2 separate regions of the Mus musculus genome follow, and region 1 is linked to region 2. The links are chromatin contacts, called in public Micro-C maps. All regions are on one chromosome and are shown on one strand. Each heading gives the region's core, a stretch centred on a gene start, on an enhancer-like site or on the middle of the called end of the contact. The rest is flanking DNA. Distances are from core to core; before and after follow the strand shown.

Region 1 (3,418 bases), core at 421-2,920, 85 kb before region 2:
GAAACTGCTCATGAAAGCTTTTGCTCCATCCATCAAAAAAATATATACACATGTTAAGTATAGGTGTAAGTATATAAGTTGATGAGACGAGTGGACAGGCCCAACAGGAATGTATGAGGGTGTATGAGTATGTGTGTATGAATGTACATGTTTATGCAATATTTGCTTGTGTAGAAGTTTTTCTTTATGCGAGTTTGACTCTCTTCTCCTGGTTCAATAGAAGTTAATTGCTCCAAACCTCCCTCTTGCCTGGTCAGCAAGAAGGGCTTCTGGGCGAGAGAAAGGAGAACTAGCAATTAATCCTTTACTTAATCTGTAGATTTTTTTTTTCAAACTATTTTTTAAAAGATTTATTTAATGCATATGAGTACACTGTAGCTGCCTTCAGACACACCTGAAGAGGACATCAGATTCATTACAAATGATTGTCAGCCAACACGTGGTTGCTAGGAATTGAACTCAGGACCTCTGGAAGAGCAGTCAGTGCTCTTAACTGCTGAGCCATGGATCCAGCCCATACCCCCACTGTTTAACAATACGGTGTTAACTTACCTGAAGCCATTGGCTTCTGGCCTCAGAGCAACTTAAGAGCCAGGACAGAGGACAGGACAGTATATTAAGCAACTTATACTCTCACAAGACCAAGTTTCTTCCCCCACCCCACCCCCTCCCCCCAAAGCTCCGCCAAATCCGCCGCCTGCCTCCCAGCACCCAGTATATCAAAGCATGAAGTTTGAGCTACCTTCCTCACCTCCTTCTCACCCTAACTCTCTGCAGCTCCCCTAACTACTCATTCTAATACCCTGGGCTTCTCACTGTGCTCTCCCCTCCCCCACCCCCTCTGCTTTTCTCACGTCTTCTCTATTCTCTATCCCTTGATATTCTCCCCACTATGGAAGATAGCCCTGGCTATCTATGTTCAGTCTACTTACCTCTTTCTGCTCTAGACTACTCCAGATGCCTCTGGCTGCTCTCTTTTTTGTATCTATAATAAAAACCTTCCCCTTGACTATACCATGGAGCAGTCATGTTGACAGTTTATACACTTTTAAAATGAATCCATCAAAAAAGATTCCTATTTTTAATCTTTCAAATATTAGTGTTTCTAATTTTATTTTATTTTATTTTATTTTGGGGGGGGGGTTTGAGACAGGGTTTCTCTGTATAGCCCTGGCTGTCCTGGAACTCACTTTGTAGACAGGGCTGGCCTCGAACTCAGAAATTCGCCTGCCTCTGCCTCCCAAGAGTGCTAGGACTAAAGGCGTGCGCCACCACACCCAGCATTCGAATTTTAATTTTAATATTCTTTCAAAAACTAGTTTCAAATGTTATTTCCATAGGAAAGGATATGCTGCAGTCACAAAATACCAACTGGGGCAACCCTTTTAAGAAACATCACCTCTCCTGTCATTCTTTATTTGAGTTACTATTTTACCAAATGACTTAAGTGTTTCTGGGAAAGAAAAAAACAAAAGGAAGCAAATTTTCCAGTTTTTTTTCTGGGCTGAATTATGACCTTGGAGTACAATGCTGCTCAGAGTAGCTTGGACAGATAATCAACGGTATCTTGAATCTTACCAAGAAATGCAAATTATTGGGCTCAGTTTCAGAATCTCCAGAGATAAGCAGCTGGCCTCTGTCCTGGTAATGTTTATGCAGAAACTGAAAGGGCAGTCTGGGGAAGACACCGCAGGCACCGCGGTTAACAAAAGCAAAGCACCCTGCTAGCTTTGGTACAGAAGGCAAGGCTTTCAGTCTTCATTCTACATCTGAAACTACTTGTGTTTTTCTCTGAGATAGTTTCAAAGCTGGATCTGGCTGTTCATTCTGTTACGTAAATATTTACTGATTTCCACTTTTCTCAAAGAGGTGGAAGAGACAGGGAATCTCCCATTTCTGGGAAAGTTAAGTATTGGCTTAATTAAAAACCAAGTGATCTTTATTTTCTTCTAGAATTAATTACTTGCTGGTCAAGACAAGAAAAGTGGTCGTTTTCTCTTTAGATTTGGGTGTGTTAATACATACATTTCTCAGGAAAACTTAAGATGGGACAACGTATGTTATTCCTTTATGTTCCAGACAAGAATAAATCACAACACTGTCAATGGCTCAGTACTGTACCTGCAAATTATAAAGCTTAGGAAAACAACTTTAAGTTCTAAAACAGGTAAGATTTAGAGTCAGAAATAGGTGTTAAACAAACTGGTTGGCTTAAGATGCCCGAGAAAGCAAACACCATTCACTGGATGACAGCCTTTACAGTGCAGAATCCCCTCAACACATCTGCTACATAAAGTACACTAGGACAGAATCATTTTCACAAAGCAGGGTTCCTTTCACATTGGCTTATTTATTTCACAATGCCACAAAGAAGTCCCAAATCTTTACAATTCTTTACTTGCTTCTCATTTTTTAAAAAAGAAAAGCCCTAAATATCAAATCATGTTTTAAAAAATTTTAACTGAATTATTTAAGTTATGACAATGATAGAATGTGCCAGTCAGTCAAACTTCCAAACTACTAAAGCTCTGAAGTAAGAATGAACCATGACTGGAGCTCACCGCATTGCACAGCTGTTCAGGCTGAGCAGCTGTCACGAATGCGAGTGCACAGCCACTGCCACTCACACACTGAGAGCACGTGTTCTCTACATCTGACACGCTGAGGTAAAAGCCAGGTTTTACCAACTTTTTAATTAATGCAAAAAACCTTCCACAATAGCAACTGTGTTGAAAACACCAGTAAAATTAGCCAGCCTGCTGATACGTTGCGATCTTCTGATTAATGGAGCACAGACATTTTGTAACTATACAATTTATAAGCAACTAATAAACTTTGAAATGTTAGTAATATAATAAAGTTATAAATAGTTTACCATCTCCTTTCCCTTATATATTTTTATATTCATGCATCTCATTTATCTGTCTAGTAGACTATTAAATTCTGGATTTAAATATGACTAAGCATAAAATAAAACAGAGATGAGTGTGAATGTCTAAGCCAGTAAAAGCTATTAACTTGGAAACAAATTCAACCTAAGGCATACATGGAGAAAGTTAGATTTGACATTGTCCTTCATAGTTTGACCTGTCAAGTACACATGAACATCCATGGCTCAAATTATGAATGTCTATGTGCCATAAAGCTAACTGCATCACAAATGGAATGCCTATTACTTGAAGAAAGGCCCCTCCGATGTTAAACTTTGCAAGATGTGGAGTCTGAAGTGGTAGGCAACCATATTAGCAAGGTTTTAAGATCTAGTCAATATATACATATATATGGAACTTTCCGTTTAAATTACAATGTCTATTACCAAAAGAACCTAGGCTAGCAGTGCTATGATACTAGTCAAAAGGGTAACATTCCATCACTAGACTATCTTCCTGCTATCTGAAGATCACAGTAGATTCCACTT
Region 2 (3,401 bases), core at 852-3,351:
AGGACTGACAGACATATAGATAGACAAATCGATATGTGGTTGATAAATAAGGATACAAACACACTTTGTCTTCTGAAGTCAGTGTGGGATGCTAATACTTCTTGTACTTTCACATAAACATGTATAACATAAACAATGCATACCCCCCATATCTTCAAATAGCTAGTATGAATGTATATTTTCCTATGCAGCACTATGTTTTGGTACTGAGGAGACACATACAGCCTGGCACTGAGCATACCATAGATCCAACCCCTGGCCCATGCCCTGTAATTTTCATGAATGCCCCAGGTGTCTGTCAAGCCTCCTCCAAGGGATGCTGAAATTCTTTCCATTTATTCTGTAATTTGCAGTATGTGGGTTGTACTATACTCTCCTTCTTTACAGAAATGGATGTCTTAGGAATTAAGTGCATAATAATAAGTGTTGGAGTGGCAGTTAAGGACACTTTTCGGTTGTTGCAGAGAACTAAAGTCCTATTCCCAGAACCCACATGGCAACTCACAACTGCCTGAAACTCCCGAGTTCAGGGATCCAGTATCTTCCTCTGGTCTCCATAAACAGTCCCACATGTGAAGCATATATTACCAACACACACACACATCTTTTTTTTTTTTTAAAAAATTAAACGAGCAAGAGTTCATCAAAATACATTTAACATTTTAAAGGTTTATTTATAGTATGTGTGTGAGGGTGTTGCCTGCATGTGTATACACATGTATGTATACACATATGCACCATGGGTGTGCCTGGTGCCCTCGGAGGGAGTTGGGTCACCTGAAACCAGAGCTACAAATGGTTGTGAGCCACCATGTGGGGTCTGAGGACAGAACCTGGTTCCTTTGCAAGCATGGCAAGTGCTCTTAACCACAGAGCCATCTCTGCATCCCCATATATTATTCTATCAGATGCTAACATTTGCCCACTCATAGTTGGCTAGTAAGTCTCTGTGTTGGGTCGGTGCACTACTATTGTCACTAGCAAGGCCGAGTGACTTTTCAGATGCCTTGAAGCTTGGGTTTCTGTCAGGCTTTTGTCAATATTGACCTGACCTTGGGCAATATAAATCACATTTAAGATTACAGGTGTCAGTGTGTCCTTAGTTTCTTCATGTTTCTCTTTTCTAAATGCAATTGAAAATCTTGATTCATAGCCCCTTTAGTGAAACTACTAAATACATAATGGTTTCATAACAACAATACCAATTTGTTACTATTATTACTGAAAAGTTAGCATCTAAGTCTTTTTACATTTTTTGTCACCTCTGAGAAACACTTTTCAGGAACATAAAGTCGAGTCCTTACCTTTAAATCACTCCAAATTTGAGATGGCTCAGCACTTAAGAGTAATGGCTGCCCTTCCAGAGGATCTGAGTTCAGTTTCCAGCAACCACGTGGTGGTTTACAACCATCGGTGACTCTAGTCCCAGCAGATTCTGGTGCAATGGACACATGATGCACATATACATGCAGGCAAAACACCCAAACACATAAAATAAAAATGTCTAAAATGCTTTTTAAGTTTGAATCACCTGAAATTTCTGTATGGCTATGTACTGACTTCATACATAGTAAGGTCTATTTGTTTCATTTAAATTTTGCGTTGAGATTATTTTTCTTTATCTTAAAAAGAAACAGTTTTCATAGCTCATGTGCTCTCCCTTTAAGGCTCCTCTTAAGTATTTTCAGTGTATGGCTTGAGGTAAGAGTCTGTTTTTATTCTTCTGTGCGTCAATATCTAGTTTATCCAGTACAGTTTGTTAAATGATATTTTCCCACACTGAATTGTCTTGGCAATCCTTCGGGACATGAGTTGACAACCTATCCATTGATTTGTCTCTAGATTTACATGTCTAACCATGATCTGTATGTCTGGGCGTCTTTTAGTCCACCGTGCCCTGATTGCTATGCTTTGTGGTAGGTTTTGAAATCAGGAAGTATACAGAAGGCGTGCAACCTTGTTCTCTTTTTCAAGGTTGTTTTGAGCTATTTTGGTTCTCTCGCGTTTCCCTATGAATTTTCAGAACAGCTTTGCCACCTTCTACCAGGAAGCCAACTAGCATGGACACTGTGACTTCTGTAAAGCAATCTGGGCTGTGTTGCAATCTTTGCAACATTGTTTCCCAATCCACAAACAAGGCCTTTCTTTTAGTTTATTGAGGTATTCTTTCAACAATGCAGTTTTCCTGAGTTTGCACTTTGGTGAAATTTGCTGTGAAGCACTTTATTCTCTTAAACTTTATTGTAAGTAGTTTTCTTGGTTTCTGCCTGCTCTGAACTAGTGTACGGATAAGTACACTGTGCCCTGCATCATTGCTTGTCTCTTGCATCTGTCTGCTGGGTACCAGTGTGTAGATAAACACGGTGTGTTGTGTCTCCCTCCTACAGCCTTGCTGAGCTTGTTTGTAAATTTGTTTGTTTTAGTAGATTCTATTTCACATATAAGATTATGTCATTTACAAATAAGCATAACCTGGATTCTTTCACTCCCAATTTGAGTAGCTTTTATTTCATTTCCCTGTCTACTCTCTCTGACCTGTGCAATGTTGGATACAAGTGGCAGCACCAGGCGCCAGTGCCGGGTTCCTCTACTACATGAGATAAGGTGTCTGCTAGCTGCTTCTCTAGCCACACCACTACTACCCCCCCACGCCCCCACTCGCCCCCCCCCCCCAGTCCCTAGCAACCACTTATATACTTTTTCTTTTGCTCATTTTGACATTTTCATAGAAAGAGAATGATACAATGTGTTGCCTTCTGTGCCTGACCACTTTTCTTGGGAGAATTGTTTCAAGGTTCATTTATTTCACAGTTAGAATCAGCACTGTTTCTTGTTTTTTTTCTACCGTCAGCTGATGTACATCGGGTTGTTTCTACTTCCAGCTATCATGAAGTAATGGTACTCCAAGCATCCAAGTACAAGTCTATGTTGAGTGTATGTGCTTCCTTCTCCCGGGTAGTCACCTTGCAGAGGGACTAAAGGGTTCTAGAGAAATGTCAGCAAGACTTTCTTTCATTCCCTCTTCGTGAGACAGAACAGATATGGATTGAATACATAACTATCCATTTTAGAGACAAATGGTAGACTTACACAGATCCTCTTTTTTTTCCCCATTTGCTTTTCACCTAAAATAGATCCAGATGAGGAAACAAAAGCAAAGCATGCTTATCCTGGTACCAGCCCACACTGGCCACACCGATAGACCACAGATAGACCTCTGGTGGTTTTATATTATAACATGAGCAGGATGTTTCGTGATTTACTCAACTACCTATGGGTATTTCAGTGACATTTGGGTCACATGTATTACAATAAAACCTAAAAAGTCATCTACATATTATATAGCTATAATTTATATTTATATATATATAAATCATATATATAAGTGTGTGTATATGCGT

What was found. A called contact is a pair of places that touch in the nucleus more often than the background predicts.
Region 1: a contact with region 2 is called in a Micro-C map of granulosa cells, with 2.9 times the contacts expected there. The contact joins two enhancer-like sites. A contact is called at or near these places in 1 of 15 datasets of contacts at CTCF or cohesin (large pre-B cells), 9 of 484 Hi-C or Micro-C datasets (the 63-12 cell line, B cells, Th17 cells and 6 more) and 4 of 115 datasets of contacts at active chromatin or transcription factors (the HPC-7 cell line, bone marrow-derived dendritic cells, pro-B cells and 1 more).

Annotation. Positions count from the first base shown.
Region 1 is chr3:58,592,048-58,595,465 of GRCm38.p6, reverse strand. It overlaps Selenot (selenoprotein T), which reads right to left. Exons shown (of 6, transcript NM_001040396.3): 6 at 1,922-3,418. Among named protein-coding and RNA genes, the nearest start is that of Selenot, 17 kb to the right of the region's middle. Within about 2 kb of position 1,670, at least 13 of the 459 cell types and tissues checked have an H3K27ac peak or open chromatin away from gene starts, as enhancers often do. A contact at or near this core is called in granulosa cells, where this site is marked.
Region 2 is chr3:58,507,156-58,510,556 of GRCm38.p6, reverse strand. No RefSeq gene overlaps it. Among named protein-coding and RNA genes, the nearest start is that of Eif2a, 17 kb to the left of the region's middle. Within about 2 kb of position 2,101, at least 67 of the 459 cell types and tissues checked have an H3K27ac peak or open chromatin away from gene starts, as enhancers often do. A contact at or near this core is called in granulosa cells, where this site is marked.